3 separate regions of the Mus musculus genome follow, and all the other regions are linked to region 2. The links are chromatin contacts, called in public HiChIP or PLAC-seq maps. All regions are on one chromosome and are shown on one strand. The core of a region is the stretch at or near the end of the contact, and the rest is flanking DNA. Distances in the headings are between cores, read along the strand shown.

Region 1 (2,700 bases), core at 49-2,548, 2.8 Mb after region 2:
GTCTCTACTCTCATAAAGTAGCCGAAGCTCTGACTGTTAGCTACTCTACTGACAACCAAGAACATTTTGATGAAACAACTTCATAGTCCCTGTGAGGATTAACCAATCAGGTGATACTGTTTTGTCCATGTGTCTATAGATTCCCTCAAAGGGATGAAATATAATCTCCCTGAAATTACTCAAGAGACTTTGAAAAATAGGAATTAGAATTGAGCACTTCGACCAATGGTTTTTATATTCTAATCCTGTAGTTAAGCTAGAACATAAATAAAACACAGCCAAGTAGAGATAGCACCAAGCAGCCAGTCAGTCAAGAGTGGTGCACACCTTTAAACCCAGCACTCAGGAGCAGAAGTGGGCAGATGCCTGAGTTGGAGGCCACCTTGGTCTAGAGTGAGTTCCAGGACATAGATACAAAACAAACAACAAAAACAAAACCCCAAGACAAACAAAAAGAAAAAGAAAGGAAGGAAGGAAGGAAGGAAGGAAGGAAGGAAGGAAGAAAAAAGAAAGAGAAAGAAAAAAGAAAGAGAGAAGGGGAGATTTTTGTTGTTGTTCTTGGCTAAAGGATGGCCTTTTCCCATTCTTTAATGCAATTTTTAAACATATCAAAATATAGCCTATAAATGGACAAAAGGAAAAATATACAATGAATGTGGCAAGTGGTGAGTGTTCAGTTAATCTTCTGAATGCACAAGTGAGATGACAAGGGACCTTAGACTGGAACATGTCCTGGGCTAAGCTTGTTTAAGAGCCATTTTACTTTTCCTTACACCTGAGGTCCTCGTGTAATCTTCATCAATAACAGAAATGCCACTCTAAAACTGTCTCATCTATTTTCCTCTATCATGTATTTCCAAAATTACTCAGCTTACATTCTAAAGCAGTTCAAATTAAAATATGTTCTTCCTTGAAATGTATTGAAAACTCAGCAAGGTTTTCTGTACTAAGCCAATCTTTTTGTTTTGTTGGTTACTTCCTTTATTTATTTATGTATATTTTTGAGACGGTCTTGATATGTAGCCCAGGCTGGCCTTGAACTCAGAGACCAGCCTGCCTCTGTCTCCTGAGTGCTGGGACTAAACGCATTTGTCACCACGTCTTTTACAACACATGTTTTTCATATAGATGCATGAGTTTATATACATTTTTTTTTGTGGGAAACTCCAAGCCTTACCTTGTCCAGAAAATAGCTAAGAATGAATTATAACTGTAGAAGGCCATGTTTATTTTTTTTGTTTCAACTAACCAACACAGAGACCTAGGCAAAAGAAGCAAACAATTTAGTATTTTAAAAAGGAATCAATTAAACATGAGAATTTAGGTGGTTTTTTTTTTTTTTTAAGAAAAACTAAGGCAAAGAGAGAGATTTGCATATTCAAGGTGTAAAATTTCCTTCAAGTTCATTTACAAAAGCCTCAGTATTTTCTTAGCTCTGGATTTGAAAATGGTACTTTTTCGATCCAAACACACAGAAATGGGTTCTAAGAAGATGATCCTGAAGACGATGTGGCCTCCAAAGGCTTTTTTTTTTTTAATTTTTTAAATTTCTGGTCAATAGTGTCTAATAATCTGCTGCGACGGTTAAAAGGAGAAAGACATCTTTATCTGTAACCAGAAAATACAAGTAGAAAGTAAGCACCCTGGATTCATTTACCACCAACCCAAAAGTCTAAAAGTTCTCACTAATTTCATGTGGGAACAGCGAAGACATAATGGTATCTACTAAAGGCTCAAGCGCAGATGCAGAATCTCCAGAGTCCGAACTAAGCTCTGTACCTTTAACTAAAACCGTTCTCCACCCCGAGCCGCTTCTCAGCTACTGGCATAACACTGCGATCTCGCAATCGTGCCGGAAGGAGGTTCCCCAGGCCCTCAACCCCACCCTATGGAAACCTCAGCTAAAAAGTAAACATCGCGAACCGGGCACAGCACCTCGGAAACCAGCCCCACCGCGGACAGCGCTCCTCCGGAGGGAGGCCGGGCCTGTTGCGGAGGCTCCCCAGCCCTTGGCCCCGGGGCTACGGGCCACTCCCAGGCAGTCTGCCCGGCGTTTCGGGGGAACCCCACGCCCAGCGCTGCGGGGTTACCTCTGCACCCCGCGCTCGCCGCACCGGTGCAAAAGGCGCCCTCGGCTCTCGGCCGGTAGTCTCCGCGGAAAGTGGGGAGGACTGCGGTGGGTCTGGGGATTGTTGGAGTGGGGTCAGGTACACCGTAGGGGAGAATGTCCAAAGTTTAGGGGAGAGATCGGGGTTGACGGGAGACGCCGAGGGAGCCCTTGTCCGCTGCGAGGTGACTAAGGCCCCAACCCTACCTTCCCAATTCCTCCCCGCCCCCACGCTAAAGGGGCCGGAAGCCCAGTCTCCATGGTTCCACCTCCTGCGCCTCGCCCTGTGACGTCACTCCGAGTGACGCCACTACCATCCAATGAGCTCTCAAATCCTGGGACTGGCTCGCGTCCTTCACGGCAGCCGCGCGGAAGGCAACAAGGTCCCCCGCACGAGCCCGCGAAGTCACTTCTGGGTCGGAGTTAGTTGAGGCAGCGTCTGTACTACAGGACCAAAGCTGCGTCCCCCCCCCCCCCCTGCCTGCCCACATTCTGTAGTCTAGCCAACTCCTCGAGAACTCCTTGAATGGAGGCCCTACCAGAGTAAGGTCTGATAGTAGCCTTTGTAACCCAAATTGGAGTCACTGATGACA
Region 2 (2,700 bases), core at 30-2,529:
AGGTGACACACACTACAGAGAGGACCCCCATTGCAGAAGCTAGCCTTAGGAACTCTTTCTTCAGCACTTCATTTTCTTATCCATCTGCCCCCAAGTTATTGTACTTGGAGCCCTTTGGAGCAAAGGGCTCCTAGGCAAGTTTCCCAGGATGTGATATCATTAAGATTTATTTTCACTCCCCCCACCCCACCCCCCTGCAATCCTTTGACTAAAATCAAAGTTCCCATTGTTATGGTATCAGCTTCCCATTTGTATTTCTGGCTCTTCAGTCTTGCTTCCCACCCCCCCCCACCCCCACCCCCCGGAGTCTGACAGGGGAAACAGACTCACAGGTGGTAGAAACACAAAAGCTGGGGTTTCGGAGGATGTGTGTGTGTGTGTGTGTGTGTGTGTGTGTGTGTGTGTGTGTTTATGGAGGGGAGTGTGCATTTAGCAAAACTCAGGGCACCTGTGATTACTGAGAAACCCTCCTCTCAGCTCCACGCCAGCCGAGATTGACAGAGGCCACTCGCCCACCCCTCTGATGTGCAAGCAGCTGCAGATGAAGACTAAACTGGAATTTTGGGTGACCTGGTGCCCCGAGACTGCCGAGGCTTTGGTAGGTTGTGAAAGGGTCATCAGAATAGTAGTTTTCAGGAGCTTTTATTGTCTGCCTCCGGGGTGTGGGGCTTAGAAGAAGGATGGCTTAGGATAGAATTTCAGGGTGCTGAGGCTGAGAGACCTGCCCATTTCCCCACTTTTCTCAATTCTCTGAGAGATCTCTGCTGAGATGCCGCAGAGAAGCACCTCAGTCTAGGAGAGCAGGTCAGAGGTAGGGAGCGCACCAAAAGTCATGTGCGTTCTATCTCCAGTCACACCCAACCCAGCTTATCATCATCTGCCCGGCCAATTAATTGCCCACGTGTCCTGAGGGGTAGTTGCTTCAAATTCCAGAAGACCTCTCCCCCATCCCCAACTGGGCGGGGCTGTTTAGAACTATAAACTCATGGGTCAAGACAGGAGCTTAGAGCAGCAGATCCTTACAGTTCCTTTTAGGCCTTTGAGACCGGGGTTTTAAAACAGGATGAGTCTTAAGTCCCCTCCAACTCTGAAAATTCCTGTGATTCGATGACATCAGTACGGTGAATAATCAAACTGGCGGCAAGCCAAGACTGGCTGTGCTCCTCCGCGCGCACTTCCTCCCCCTCCTTAGAGACACCGGCTGCTCCATTGGCTCCTCAGTCCACCCACCAGCAGAGGAGAAACCCCGCCCACACCTCTGGCCCCACCCCTTCTTCATCCTTCAAATTGGCTGGAGCTGTTCAGGGAGACAGAGCCTGCAGGAACTCAAGAGCTCAGCGTCAAGGAGAGGCCCCTGCAAGAGTGGGAAAGAAGCAAGCACTCTCGGTAAGTTAATTTCTGCCGGTATCTAACAGCTGACTCTTCTTCTGTCCCTTTAAAGTCTTTGGGGGCAAACTGAGCCAGTGAAGGGATGCTTAATGGAAGCACAGACAGAGGACCAGCCAGCATCATCCAGGGTTCTTTGCAATGACCCTGGGTAAGCTGAGGTGAGAGGGAGAGAATGGGAGAGAGGTGTCTCTTGCAGAAGTTTTGCTTGCACAGGGGAGAAAGCAAACAGAATGACTCCGGTTCTTTCAACAGACAATGGGAGCAGCACTAACGGGCAGTAACTAGATTCAGCTGCCTTCCTGAGCTGAGAAGCCAGAGTTGTATGGCTACCTTCTGACCAAGGAACACACTAAAAAACAGGCTGGGCATCAAGGAGGGGGCATTTTGCCTGGGCAGCATGATTAACTAGGCTGGCAGAGAGAAGCTGAGATTTTTAGGAACCTCTCATTACTAGTGGGAGTCAGGATGCAAAACCTCTCGTCTCTCGGGAGTTCATCGCATCCTCTCTTCCGTTCTTCCAGTCAATCTCACCCTTGGACATCAAGCACAGATGTGTTTGCTTTTTCATGCTGCAGCTGGAAGAGTCTAAAGGCTCTCTGGATTCCTTCAGGACCTTTGTTTTCTTAACCTCACAGAAACAGCGGGAGGATGGATGGAGTGGGGGGAGGGAGAGATGGTGTGGGCGTGGGAGGAAAGTATGCAGCGCTCCAAGATAACTAAGGACGAAGCTTCAGTGCAAAGAAAAGCAGTAGCAATGCTTTAATTTGATGGCCAGCTTAGAATGATGCCGTGGTCTTCCGCAGCTGATAATGGGGCAGGGGCATATACAAAAAACGTGTGTCTGTTGTGGTGGTGGATATTTAACAATCCTGCGAGCGCGTCACAAATACAACTGGAGTACACTTACAGAAAAATACAGCTAGGGATTTTCACTGAGATCCAGACGTGGCCTGTCCAGAACAAATCTATGCAGGTCAGTGGAAGGTAGAGTGGGCACAGCCAGTGAGGGTTAAATAATATTCAGCCCCAGACCAGATACTGGAAACACTATAATGTAAACAGTCCCTCTGACCATCCTGTTCAATCCACCTAAAGTGTTTTTAGGAGAGCCAGCCTGTATCCTGGCAGGGGCAGTACTAGCTGCACCCCCCCACCCCGGACCAACTGGATTAGGACGGAGTTTCCAGGACACCCCCAGATTATTTGGAAAGTCTCCTGTGAGTTCTACAGCAGCTGGCCTGCTCTCTCCCAGACCCAGGATGCTTGATGCAGCCGGGAGGAGCAGAGGAACATCTATATTTCCGCTAAGGC
Region 3 (2,700 bases), core at 42-2,541, 2.3 Mb after region 2:
AGACATCTGCAGATACAGCCAAAGGACTCATCAGTCTAAAGACAATAGCTAGAGAAACGTTGCCTGACACAACCTGAGGCCCCACCTTTCTTCTGTTTCTTCTCAGTGATAGCTTTCATTCATTTGCTCAACAAACTCTACTCTTCTTAGAACCCTGCCTCAGGCAGCACCCAGGGAAAGCTAAACTCTGCCAAGGCCACTGATTATGCTTCAGAAATCCTCCTCTGGCTTCTCCAAACACCAGGGACTCCAGTTTGATGCTCTGCACAGCCAGGGTCCTTCACTAGTCTGACAACTCCCTAAAGACCCGGTGAGCTGCTGGCCCACTGCTAACTCAGTACGTTCTTATTACCAAGTTATTATCATTATTATTAACAAGTCACTAGATGCAACCAAGTTGAAGATAAAACTTCTACCCTTCCTGTGTCTTCTGCTTAGCTGTTGCTGGAAGCGTTATACTCCTCCTGGAGGGGGGTGGGGGGGTGGAGGAGTGGGAGGCAACAAAGAAAGAGTGGGGGATGGGGGACAGCTAATCAAAGACATTAAGAACACTAGCACAATTTTGGAACTTCAGCCTCTACTGCAAACCAAAATGCTCCCAGGAGCCGCAACTGGTTCGTTCTCCCCTGCTCCTCCTCTAGTGTTTATGCGCCTCTGAAAAACTCTTAATTGAGTCCAATCAGGGACAGAAGGAGTACAAACGGAAGATGTTCACGAAGGAAGGAAGCCTTAAAGGTGAAAGACTCGGGGCAGGGCTGCCCAGGGCAGAAGGTGTACAAGGGTGCCCTGGTCATGCCCTGATACTTTTTTTCCCTTCCCACACGACCTGGCCCCATCTCTCCTTTCTTCTTTTCTTTTCCTTTTAAATTTTAAGTCTCCATGGCTGAGCAGAACAGGGAAGCGCGGACGTTAAAGGGGACAGCCTTTTGAGGCTTCCCCTCGAAAGGGTTACCTAACCTGGAACCGACCTACGTTTTCCACCAAGTCACCTCCATTGCCAGGAATCCCAGAAGCCCATGGCGGGAGCAGACGAAAGGAGGAGTCTCCCCAGGGTAGCATTCTAGGCCCGCGCCAAGTTAAAAAGGAGTGAGAAGGAGAAGGAAGAGGCTCCAACACCCAACTCGTGCCTGAGGGACTTGCCTGGGACGTTCTCTGCGCTCCTCCCCTACCCGCTGCCCGGGCAGTCCTTGAGGGGCTACCACCCCTGTGCTTGAACCTCGGAGAAGTTTCGCCGCTGCAAACGTGAGAATCTGCAGCTCCACAGGACACCGCCCCCACACGCCCCACCCCACAGCCCGACCCCTGGCGGTGGCGACCTTGGTCACCCAGGAGGCGCCAGTGCACTGGAGGAGGGGCTGCATTTGGGGCTTTCCTGGGAGCTAGGGGAGGTGGCCCATTGGGCCACCTCCGGTCGCCGTCCACCACCCGGACTGGCGCCACCAAGCAAACCCAGCCGCCCTGCTCCCCTCTCTGCCCTCCGCGCCCGGACCCTTGCGCCTCTCTGCCCGACTCACCGCGCTCTGCGCAGCAAGGGTCGCATCGGGTCCCAGAGCTCTGCGCCTCGGGGCTTCGCTTCCCGCCTGTCCTGCGGCACACTTCTCCCTTATCCTCAGCTGTCCTCCAAGGCCGTCTCTCGACTCTTTTTTTCCGGGTTAATTTCGTTTCACATTAAAGCAAAACCCAGCCCCGGATGTGAGTACAATGCTCCTCGGGCCTCCAGGGGGGAGGAGAGGGGTGCGGAGACCTCGAGGGGACAGCAGCGGGGGATGGCGGGGGGGAGGAGGTTGGTGGGATGTAACCCGGCTGCAGCAGGTGTCCGCGATGGGGTGCTCGACCGTCACGTCCCGAGCCTACTTCTGCGCACTGTGCAGCCGGCCCAAACCGCGGCTGCCCGGAGGGCGAGGGGGCGTTGGGAGTTTAGGGGTGGAGAGAGGAACGCATCGCCCCCTGCGGTCTAAAGTGCACCCCCCGGAGCTAAGAGGGTCGCCAACGCCCTGACCCAGCTTGCCTGGCCCTTCTTGGAGCACGGAGAGAAGTGGGAAAGAGAAGCTGGATTCGATAGGTTCAGCCTAGGGTGACCAGACAGAACTCCAGCGCCCTCGCCCTTCAGTCACACAGCAACCCGTAGGTATCAATCCGGTGCTGGGGCCGATGAGGAAACCGAGACTCCAAGACATTAGGTAACTTGTTCTGGGTCCCCAGTCAGTAGAGGGCAGGTCTGTCCGGTCTAACGCAGGCCTCCCTCGTGGAGACATTGACATTTAAATATAAGTAACGCCAGGCAGACAAAGTGGACTCAATTTTACGGTAAAATTGTCAGCCCAGGGACCGAGCACCGAGAGATGCGGCTTTGGGGGCTGGGGGCGGGGAGGAGGATGCTGATGTCAGCCGTGTGGGTCCAAGGTACTCGGAGTGTGTAGTGAAAAAGTCGCCCCCGGAAGCTCTGCAGGACTAGGCCTGGCTTCGCGGGTGGGAAGTACGGTGCGAGGCAAAGGCAGCCTGGCAGCCTGGGGGCTGAGGGCTGCAGCCAGGTGAGCCGGCAGGAAGGCGGGACGCCCGGCAGCACACGCCCCGAAAGCTCCCCTGATGAAACCGCAGGCGCTTCCTCTTCTATTTTGATAGCCAAAGCGAAAATGAGCCGCCCAGTTCGCTCAGGTGTGAAAAAAAGACGTTTGCTTTAGAACATTATGCTCTGAATGA

The links. HiChIP or PLAC-seq counts read pairs in DNA pulled down with a chosen protein or histone mark.
Region 1: an H3K27ac HiChIP or PLAC-seq map of extraembryonic endoderm stem cells shows a contact between it and region 2, with 8 times the contacts expected there. The contact joins the promoter of D830025C05Rik here to the promoter of Plat in region 2. A contact is called at or near these places in 2 of 39 promoter capture datasets (hippocampal neurons and liver) and 1 of 115 datasets of contacts at active chromatin or transcription factors (extraembryonic endoderm stem cells).
Region 3: a contact with region 2 is called in an H3K27ac HiChIP or PLAC-seq map of bone marrow-derived dendritic cells, with 7 times the contacts expected there. The contact joins the promoter of Plekha2 here to the promoter of Plat in region 2. A contact is called at or near these places in 2 of 39 promoter capture datasets (the 3T3-L1 cell line and cranial neural crest) and 1 of 115 datasets of contacts at active chromatin or transcription factors (bone marrow-derived dendritic cells).

What each region holds. Positions count from the first base shown.
Region 1 is chr8:25,595,185-25,597,884 of GRCm38.p6, forward strand. D830025C05Rik (a long non-coding RNA gene) reads left to right here and starts at 1,299. Exons shown (of 1, transcript XR_003947362.1): 1 at 1,299-2,700. It overlaps Letm2 (leucine zipper-EF-hand containing transmembrane protein 2), which reads right to left and starts at 2,312. Exons shown (of 11, transcript NM_001364069.1): 1 at 2,091-2,312; 2 at 1,178-1,261. The coding sequence starts at 1,224.
Region 2 is chr8:22,756,443-22,759,142 of GRCm38.p6, forward strand. Plat (plasminogen activator, tissue) reads left to right here and starts at 1,280. Exons shown (of 14, transcript NM_008872.3): 1 at 1,280-1,386.
Region 3 is chr8:25,100,520-25,103,219 of GRCm38.p6, forward strand. It overlaps Plekha2 (pleckstrin homology domain-containing, family A (phosphoinositide binding specific) member 2), which reads right to left and starts at 1,292. Exons shown (of 12, transcript NM_031257.3): 1 at 1,141-1,292. It overlaps 5830408C22Rik (RIKEN cDNA 5830408C22 gene), which reads left to right and starts at 1,660. Exons shown (of 2, transcript NR_155282.1): 1 at 1,660-1,692.